Linked DNA regions of Zea mays: all the other regions are linked to region 1. The links are chromatin contacts, called in public Hi-C maps. All regions are on one chromosome and are shown on one strand. Each heading gives the region's core, a stretch centred on a gene start, on an enhancer-like site or on the middle of the called end of the contact. The rest is flanking DNA. Distances are from core to core; before and after follow the strand shown.

Region 1 (3,197 bases), core at 182-2,681:
GTAACTAGCTGTCTATTTGTCCAGCATACTGCATACATGAGGATATTGAAATATTGTGCAGTTACATCCAACAACAGAGCACTGATGGAAGCACGACTGGCAAGTTAAATTTCACCCATTCCACTCCAAATCTGTTTAAATTTGACCAAAATCTTGCTAATGAAAATGGTCACATTACCCTCAACTCATGCAAGAAGACTACAAAGTTATCCATGGACAACTAATAAGAACTAAGTGATTCACATACATGTGCTTACCAACCGTTACGATTACTACAACTAAATAAACACCACAACAAGCCAATAATCACAATCTCACAATCGAGAATCTCAAATAATCCAGCCGAAGTTTAAACATAAACCTCACCTCCACAGGAGGAATTTTGTGGGGACCAAATTTTACAGTTAGTAAACAGTAGAGAACTTCGCACTTACCACAAGTTACTCTGTTACTGGTCCATGTTTAGAAAGAGGATATGATCTTTAAGTGAACAACCACGGGAACCCCCAACGCACAGTGACCCATTTGCACTAACGATAATCACTGATGTGGACGGCAGAGCTTCACCAAACCCAAACCGCAATGGCCAGATCCAGTAGTTACCAACCGTGAGAACACGGTACAGGACGCGGTGAATTCTGTCCCAGCCCCAAAGCCAGCACGTGGAAACACCCGCATTCGGCGCTGAGTAGCAACGATCCAAACGCACAAAAATAATTGTTTTTACCTCCATCTCAAACTCATCTTCTCCCTGTTTCCCTGGGCGGTCCATGAGCTTGACCGCGACCTTCCTCCCGTCGGGGAGCACCCCGCGGTACACGGTCCCGAAGCTGCCCTGCCCAACCATGTGCGCCCGGTCAAACCCACCCGTGGCCGCGTGAAGCTGCCGGTAGCTGAACACCTGCACGCCCCTCTCCCCAGCAGCCACCACCGACATCGCCGCCGCTCCGACACCATCTCTGGTGGAGTTACTGGACGGGTTGTCCGTCCCCTGCTGCTGCGGCGGCAGGGCCCGGGGAGGAAGCGTATGATGGGAGCTGGAACGCTTGGGGATATGGAACGCCTGGAGGCGACGGGAGACCTTGCGAGTAATGTAGCAGTAGTAGGCGAAGGCAGCGATGACGGAAAGGAGCGAGAGCGCGGCGAGGAAGACGATGACCAGCAGGGCCACCGACTCCTCGCGCTTGTACTCGTCGTCGCCGTCCGTCATTGGGTCGCTGGAACCCTAGTTCAAGGGGTTGCCGGGTTCGGAGAGGAGAGATCAAGCGAGTGATTTGGACGAAGACGGCGAGGGTTTTCGTGGGGTTTGGGAGTGGAATTGGTGTCTCACCTTCCTCTGCGCGGAACCCGAGGTAGGGGACAGGGCACCCAGCAGTGGGAGTCGGATTATTTGCAGTCGGTGGAGAGGGGTGTTTGGTTCTAGACAGGCTTTGTTTGTTTCCGTCGCTAAAGTCACAGTATTTTATTTCTAAAATGCACCGTGTTTGGTTTAGGGTTTAGTGTTCGTACGTTTGAGTGTTGAATGCAATTAACTTAGCGACTAAAATTAGTTAAGAAATTCAAACATCCTACCCTACCTAATAGTTTAACTATTAGTTATTTTATAATTAATTAATAGTTAGGCATCTATTTATTAGCTAGCTAATTTCACTAACAATTTCTATCCAACTAATTATTAGTTTTAGTACATTTAAACACTCTATTAATACTTTAGTTTCACAAAAGATACTAAACTACTATGCTAAAACTAGTCCCAGTGATATTTCTCTCTTTTTCTCTCTTTCCTCATTGAATACCCTGCTCTCTCTCCCCCCACAAGCGACCGTATGCTCCTCGTTAGCTACTTCTTGTTTAAAAGAGATATTTTCTTCGTTCTAAATTATTAGTCATTTTAGTTTTTGATTTTTATGTCTATTTTCAAATATATGATAACGAATCTAGACACATATATAAAAAAATATCTTAATTTGTGTATGAATCAACTAAAAATGTAAAACCTATTTTATTTTGGGATGGATGGAGTATTAATTAAGGGTAATATGGTAAAGTTTAACACTTGTATCAAACAACCCTCAAGTGCTGAAGTTTAGCAAGGCATGTTTTTCCCCTTGCTAAAGTTTAGCATCACACCTTTTGCTAAAGTTTAGCTCCTAGGGAACCAAATAGATTGGCTAAAAGTATTATGCTAAAGTTTAGCATCTATTAGCACTTTAGCTAAATTGTGCAAAAAGTGGTCTCAACCCCATTTTTCTCTTCTTTCCATCTCCCCCACCAAATGCCCCTTCTCTCTCCTCCCCACCCGTCGTCTATTGTATTGCTACTAGTTTAGGCATTAATTAAGAATAATATGCTAAAGTTTAGTACTTGTATTCAAACAACTCCCAAGTGCAAAAGTTTAGCACGTGCTAAACTTTAGCACTATAAAAACAAAACTGGTTTTAGACACTAAAGTTTAGTCAGTATCACATCGGATGTTTGAATGCCTATTAACTGTATTAAATACAGTCTAATTATAAAACTAATAACGCAGCTAAAGACTAGAAATAGAGACAAAAAATTTTAAACCTAATTAATCCACAATTAGCAAATATTTACTGTAGCATCACGTAATCAAATCATTGACTAATTAGACTTAAAAGATTCGTCTTACTGTGTATTCTTTATCTGTATAATTAATTTTATAATTAGACTATATTTAATACCTCTAACTAGTTGTCAAACATCAGATGTGACGGGGCTACCAAACATTGGCTAAAAATAGCTAGTGGAAATAGCTAGCTAACTATTAGCTAATTTGCTAAAAGTAGATAATAGCTGAACTATTAGCTAGATGTTTTGGATACCTTCAACTAATTTTAACATCTAACTATTAGTTCTACAGTGCATTCAAACAGAGAAATTTGCTATTTTGCCACTCTCAATTTTGGCTGCCTGTTATTATGCCATCCTGTGTCTATGACTGGTGGGGCCGTCTGTGTCTATGATTTGTGGGTCCGATGGCATACTGGCCAAGCCCACAAATGATAATGGCAAAATTGCCAATGGCTCATTCAAACACCACCTAAAGTTTAGCTCGTGTCACATCGGATATTTGAATGTCTATTACTAGTATTAAATCTAGTCTAATTACAAAATTAATTACACAACTAAAGACTAAACAATGGATAAAATTTTTAAGCCTAATTAATCCACGATTA
Region 2 (3,197 bases), core at 514-3,013, 310 kb after region 1:
TTAGTAAGATTCCAATTCCTCAAAATGAAAGGAAACAAACGAGACTTTATTATTAAATTTTGAATAGTAAGGGATTTTAAACTCAAATCTCATCCAATTCATTTAGGCCCTGTTTGGCACAGCTTATTTTCAGCTTCTTCACAAATTTAAGCAAAAGTTCTACCAAACAGCTAGCTTCTGCAGCAGCTTATCAGTTCAGCTGCTTCTCAGAATACACTAAAAGCAGCCAACAAGCAGAAGCTGCTTTTCACCAGCTTATCAGATAAGCTGCTTTTTCAACAAGCAGCAGCTGTGCCAAACAGGGCCTTAGTCTTAAATAACAGACCATCAATCTCATCCAATTCATTTACTCTTAAATAACCCCTAAATCACGTGCATCCAAACAAGTCCTATGACTTTCGTTAACGCGGATTTAATAAGAATTGTTAGATTTTTTTTAAGAAAAGGCAAAAACAAGGTTACACATCACGGAATAGTACTAGCTTCCGTTTATGTATTATTAGTTGTCTGATCAAAATAGATGTCACGGACGTTCGTACCACGGCGCGGTACGGTGTCCAGCGGAGTTTGCAAAGTGAAGACGATTTTGGCAGGGTTTGGTTTCAAAGAAATTCTAAGGAACTGATATTCCCAAGAGATTCCTACCGACTATAGTGTTTAGAGGTGTTTGAATACAATAAAACTAATATTAAGTTGACTAAAAAGTTACTAGTGAAATTAGTTAACTAAGGAGGTGTTTGGTTTCTAGGGACTAATTTTTAGTCCCTACATTTTATTCTATTTTAGTTCCAAAATTATCAAATATAGAAACTACAAAAACTCTATTTTAGTTTCTATATTTGACAATTTATAGACTAAAATAGAATAAAATGAAGGGATTAAACATTAGTCTCTATAAACCAAACACCCCCTAATAAATAGCTAGCTAGATATTACTCTCTCCAGTGTTCTATTATTTGTCGTTTAATACATTTATACTTTTTTAAAAATAATTTAAAGACAAATCAGTGTTTAGATTTAAAAATTAAATAACAATTATTTATAGCCAAAATTTATAAAATTGACTCAAACAACTAATAGAACATAGGAGGAAGTAACTAATTTACTAAACATAGTTTAAAGCCAAAATATTAGTTAGAGTATTTGGATGTCTATAGCTAATTTTAGTCACTATCTATTAACTCTAGTGCATTCAAACACCACTGGATCTATGTATTTTTGCATTGTAGAATATGTCAACTTCCCAATATCTTCTATTATCAAGGATGAAAGAGACTGTGGGATTCTGCTTTGGAAAAAGTGTCATCTCTGCATTATATCGTATGTTCAAAATCTGTTGAAACCAAAGAGGACTCCCATCTCTAGGATGAGAGAGAAATGACGAAGACCCGCCGCCCATTTAATTCCACAGCTCCGTCCTGAACGGCCCACATGGTCCACGACGTCACCGGTAAGCGGCGACCAGGCATCGCCGTGGGCCTCGCAGTCGCAGCCCCCCGGAACAGCTACCCGCATCCGCATGGCAGACTGGAACGGCTGCGAGCTGGCCTGGCTCCCTGCCATGACCGCATACACAAGACAACTGAGCTATCCGTTTCTCACACACACACAAAAGACTAATAAAGTTTTCCCGTCCACGCACACGGCATACGGCACACAAAGCGAGTAGAGACATCTCAATGACACTGGGTCACCGATCCCTGATCTCCGGGGCCTCGTCGTCAACCACAGCAGCCGGCAGCGCGTGCACGCAGCGAGGGTAGCGCCACACATGCCACTGACACTGGGCTCAACAAAGTGACGGATCCGCAACCCAGTGGGACGTCACCTCCCTGCACGGGCCCACTCTGTTCCAGCTTCCGTGTGTACACAGTACACCACAGCACACGGGCCTACTCACCCTCGCCTCCGAGGCTTCGAGTCCGAGAGAGCGCTTGAGAAGAAGCTCAGGCGAGGCGAGGCAAGGGATGCCGTGATTGACGACGGAAACGAAGCCGAGAGGGAGAAGCGAAGCTAGCCTTGCATACACCCGGCCCCGTCCCAATGCCCACCGCTTCCGGCTCGGATCCCAAACCCTAACCCTACTCGGCCGTCCGCGGGCCCGCCGCCGGCGACGCGATCGGGTGCCGACGCTGATGCGCTCTGTGCCGCGTGCGTGATTCTCTCGCGCAAGTAAGCGTTGGAAAAGGGGCTCCCTGGCTGCAGCGACGCGTGGCCGAGGTGCGGATCGGGGAGGGGAGGACGGTCGGAGCGAGATGCCGGGGGACGTCGCGACCTCGCCGGCGCCGGCGCCGCCGTCCGTGTCCTCGTCGTCGCAGAACCACCACCATCACGGCCCCACGACCGCCCGCGGCCTCCTCTGCCACGCTGTCGCCGGCGCCTCCGCTGGTAAGTGGCAGCGTTTGCGCGGGAATTCCTCGATGCATTTCGGCGTGTGGTTTCAATGTTCGGGGTTTCGGAGATGATCTGGGCTTTGGGCGCAGGCGTGGTGGCGGCGACCTTCGTGTGCCCGCTCGATGTCATCAAGACCAGGTTCCAGGTACACGGATGGCCCAAGCTTACCACAGGCACAATTGGAGGTGGGAACTTGCTCCAAGGATTTCTTGTCATTTTTTATTCATTTTTTTTTTGCTCTTGAGTTGGAAACATACACAAACCTGTTTGGAACAGCGAGCCTGTTCTGGTGTTGTTGAGTTGTGCCGAGAATGCAAGATGATTGGTACGTGGTGCATAAGCTGGGAAGAATGGGGTATTTGCATTTGGTTTTGGTCTGTGATGTCATGTGGACAATTTGAACAGATAGGTTAGAGAAAATCTGCTTAGTATGGGGCAAGGTTATTAAAACGATAAAACGTTGAAACACTTATGGATGAAATTTTGACTTTTAAACGTTTAGACAAAGTTTAAATGTAGTTTTAAGCAACATAGGAAAAATACCAGTATATCATAATTTCAGACAATAATATGAAGTTAAATACCAAAACAGAGAGGTTAGTGGCTTACCAAAACTTCACCCATGAGCCGGATTGGACCCCAAAAGTAACTAACAGACTGGGCCCAAAAGTAGCTAATGGTCTAAAACGCATGAAATACTGCGTTTTACAGTTTAGAACGCCAAAACACGGTTTCAACCTCTAATTAGAGTTTTGACGTTTAAACGTAGTTTTAATAACACTAGTATGGGGAGACTGCTTAAG
Region 3 (3,197 bases), core at 449-2,948, 300 kb before region 1:
AACAGATAATTCACCAAATAAACAAACAAAATGGCATTACTTACTAATCTAATTGGAACCAAGTTGCTACACCTGGTCCACCCAGTAAAAACAAATCTGGCATTCTAAAGGTTTACCAGTATATGTATATGTGAGCACATTATTTTGGCGCCAGCCGCCAGGTGCCTTATGCTGCCATAATTACAGACTCACTAAAAGAAAAAACTCAAGTAGACATCACTTATACTAATCTAATTGGAATCATGTCGTGAAACCTGGTCCAACCAATAACAATGAAGTTTAGCATTCTAAAGGTTACCAGGATATGCAAGTACATTCTTTTGGTACCTGGTGCCTTACTGCCTTACAAATAAGATGTTGCAGTTAGAGAGATTCACTAAAAGAAGAAACTCAAGTAGATGTAATTCAAGGAGGGCTGGAATTTGTGCAAATCAAACTAACTCAAATTTGACTAAATTTATAGTGAATAGTATTAACATTTATGTCTCTAATACCACAAAAATATATTTAATGATTAATTTAATGGTACTTATCTTGTATTATAAATGTAACTTATGTAAGTACTTTTTTATTTAACATCCATCAAACTTCAAATCATTTTACTCCATGGAAAGTGTGAATTGCATCCTTTTGTGGGAGGGAACACAGCATTAGTTTGGTGAATTCAGTCTCATGCTTCCAAAAGCATCTACATAAGAACAACGAAGCCAACCGTAAACAGCATTACTGAAAGGAATAACAACAATAAAAAATTGGTGACACATGATCGGTGATACCATGAGTCAAACGGCATACACTACTTAGGGTAAAGAGGAACTTCAAGATGTACAGTATCTAAAGACTAAGGCGTTGTTTGGATGCCCACGTATCCACCTTAATCCATATGGTGTTAAGAGTGATTTGGTGTGGAATTTAAATTCCACAACAAACAACCCGCCCTAAGGCCTTGTTCGTTTCTGTCGGATTGGTGGGTCGGAATGATTCCTAAACGGATTGCTTCTCTAATTTATATAAACTTTGATTAGCTGGAACGATTCCGGGTGCAATCCGACGGAAACGAATAAGGCCTAAGGCAATAACCGAACGCGGCAAAAAAATGACAAAGCATATCATAAGATCTCTTGAAACAGGCTATAACCGAACGCAGCAAAAAAAATGACACAGACATATCATAAGATCTCTTGAATAGGATCTCGATCGGGAAGCAGGTAGGACACAAACATATCATGAGATCTCTTGAACAGAATCTAGGTCGGGAGGCAGGTAGGAATCTCTCACCTTGAAGTGAACACGTAGGTCACGGCCCATGGCCTTGGTTGCTGCATCGAAATAAAGAGAACCACACGCGAATCAGAAAGCCAGCAGATGCACAAATGGATATGGATACCCTCCGTAGAAAAACTTACACTTGGTGGGGTTGGTTGGCTCCGTCGAATATTTCACCTGGAACCAGAAACAAGGCCCGTTGCACGTCAGGAGTTCGCAAGGGCGACGCCAAATCCATGGCTGCAGGGCAGCGAAGATGCAACAGGCGAGAGAGTAAGGGGGAGGGAGATCTTACCATGGCTGCAGCCGGCGAGTTGGGGGGTCCTCAAGGCGGTGTTGAGATGCTCCTGCGGAGGGAGCGGGAGCCAAGGTTAGAGAACGAAGCGGCGGCGGTAGGAGCGCGAGAAATTGTGTACATGCAACTATGCAAGCCAACTACTGGGCAAAAACCCTAGCGGCTTCGTTATGGGCCGAGCCGCTCGAGCTTGGCCCACGTTCATCCAAGGAAAAAGAACCAGTTTATATCTTCCTTGTCTAAAGTCTTAAAAGACGCTCGGTTTTGGAGCGCTCTAAGTGTTTCGCGTAGGGATGGCAATTTTACCCGCGGGTTCGATTTCAGGTACGAATTTGTACCCGCGGGTCTTGCCCCTATGGATATTTTTGTCGTCCGCGGGTTACCCATGGATATCCGTAAAAACTAAAAACCTAGTGCGTATGTATCATAAAGACTTGAAGTGTTTCCATATTATGTTTTGTATGCTTGTGTTGACACATAATTCATGAAGACTTGTTTGAAGTGTTCCCTGTACGCATAAGTTTTCTAGATTTTTTGCTGGTTATAATTATATTTTCTGGAAAATTTCGGTATTGTTTTTAGATATATATATATATATATATATATATATATATATATATATATATATATATATATATATATATATATATATATATATATATATATATATATATATATATATATATATATATATATATATATATATATATATATACCTGCGGGTACCCGATACCCGCCCGATACCCGACGGGTACAATTTTTAACCCGCGGGTACAGTGCGGACGGGTATGTCTAATACCCACGGGTACGGTCGCGGACGTATATTTGTTATACCCGACCTGAATCCGACCCGCTGTTATCCCTAGTTTCGTGTGTACTTTTCCAACCACAGCTGCAGAGCGTGTGAGTACGGGACAAAAAGGCTAACCAGGAAACACATGTACCCTTGTACCAGTCACAGCCTGACGCGTGACAACACGGTTGTGAGAAAAAACACGAGACCTAGGTTGCCTGTTCTTACCCTTCTCACCTTCTCTCTCATCTCCCTTTTCCTCTTCACTCTCCATCGTCACCAAAAATATGTCTCCCTATCCAAGCGATTCGCCGAAGGAACCGCCCACGATGGCGCCGATCCACCGTGTGCACAAGACGGGTCTGCCTCGAGCTTCGCGCTGGTAGGTCGGTCTTGTGATGGCTCCTCGCCGTCAGCGCAGGTGCGGGGTGGCGACGACTGCGGGTCTTAGGCGACACCGTCACAACCACTGCGTCCGCACCGTCCAGAAGTGACGCCTCCACCTTCCTCTACGCGCAGACGCCAATTCGACCACCTTCCTCGCCGACACCCTCAGCCTCAAGGAGAACGAGGTGTGTGTCTCGCGTTCATGAAATCCATCGTGCCTGGTGGGATTGCATTCAAGATGTACTTCTCTGTCAAGAGAAATGGCATGGGATATGGTTTGTATCTCGATTCTTCTGTGTGCGTCTAAGTAGGTCGTGGTCATCTGTACAGGCTAAAGATTGGTGCCTTCTTCCAATCTCCCCCTATATTAGTTCCCCACCCTCTTCGTCTTCCATTTGTATATTGGAGACCTATATCTGAGATATCACCAGGTCTATCTTTTCATTGCAGACCTCA

Evidence for each region. A called contact is a pair of places that touch in the nucleus more often than the background predicts.
Region 2: a Hi-C map of ear shows a contact between it and region 1, with 2.3 times the contacts expected there. The contact joins the promoter of LOC100280066 here to the promoter of LOC100193562 in region 1. A contact is called at or near these places in 4 of 25 Hi-C or Micro-C datasets (ear, leaf and tassel).
Region 3: a contact with region 1 is called in a Hi-C map of tassel, with 3 times the contacts expected there. The contact joins the promoter of LOC100280639 here to the promoter of LOC100193562 in region 1. A contact is called at or near these places in 2 of 25 Hi-C or Micro-C datasets (leaf and tassel).

Annotation. Positions count from the first base shown.
Region 1 is chr8:95,240,558-95,243,754 of Zm-B73-REFERENCE-NAM-5.0, forward strand. LOC100193562 (putative protein kinase superfamily protein) reads right to left here and starts at 1,432. Exons shown (of 5, transcript NM_001138671.3): 1 at 728-1,432. The coding sequence starts at 1,210.
Region 2 is chr8:95,553,171-95,556,367 of Zm-B73-REFERENCE-NAM-5.0, forward strand. It overlaps LOC100280066 (Nicotinamide adenine dinucleotide transporter 1 chloroplastic), which reads left to right and starts at 1,764. Exons shown (of 9, transcript NM_001358393.1): 1 at 1,764-2,388; 2 at 2,484-2,579. The coding sequence starts at 2,517.
Region 3 is chr8:94,940,379-94,943,575 of Zm-B73-REFERENCE-NAM-5.0, forward strand. It overlaps LOC100280639 (60S ribosomal protein L17), which reads right to left and starts at 1,699. Exons shown (of 7, transcript NM_001374586.1): 1 at 1,562-1,699; 2 at 1,407-1,443; 3 at 1,279-1,319. The coding sequence starts at 1,564.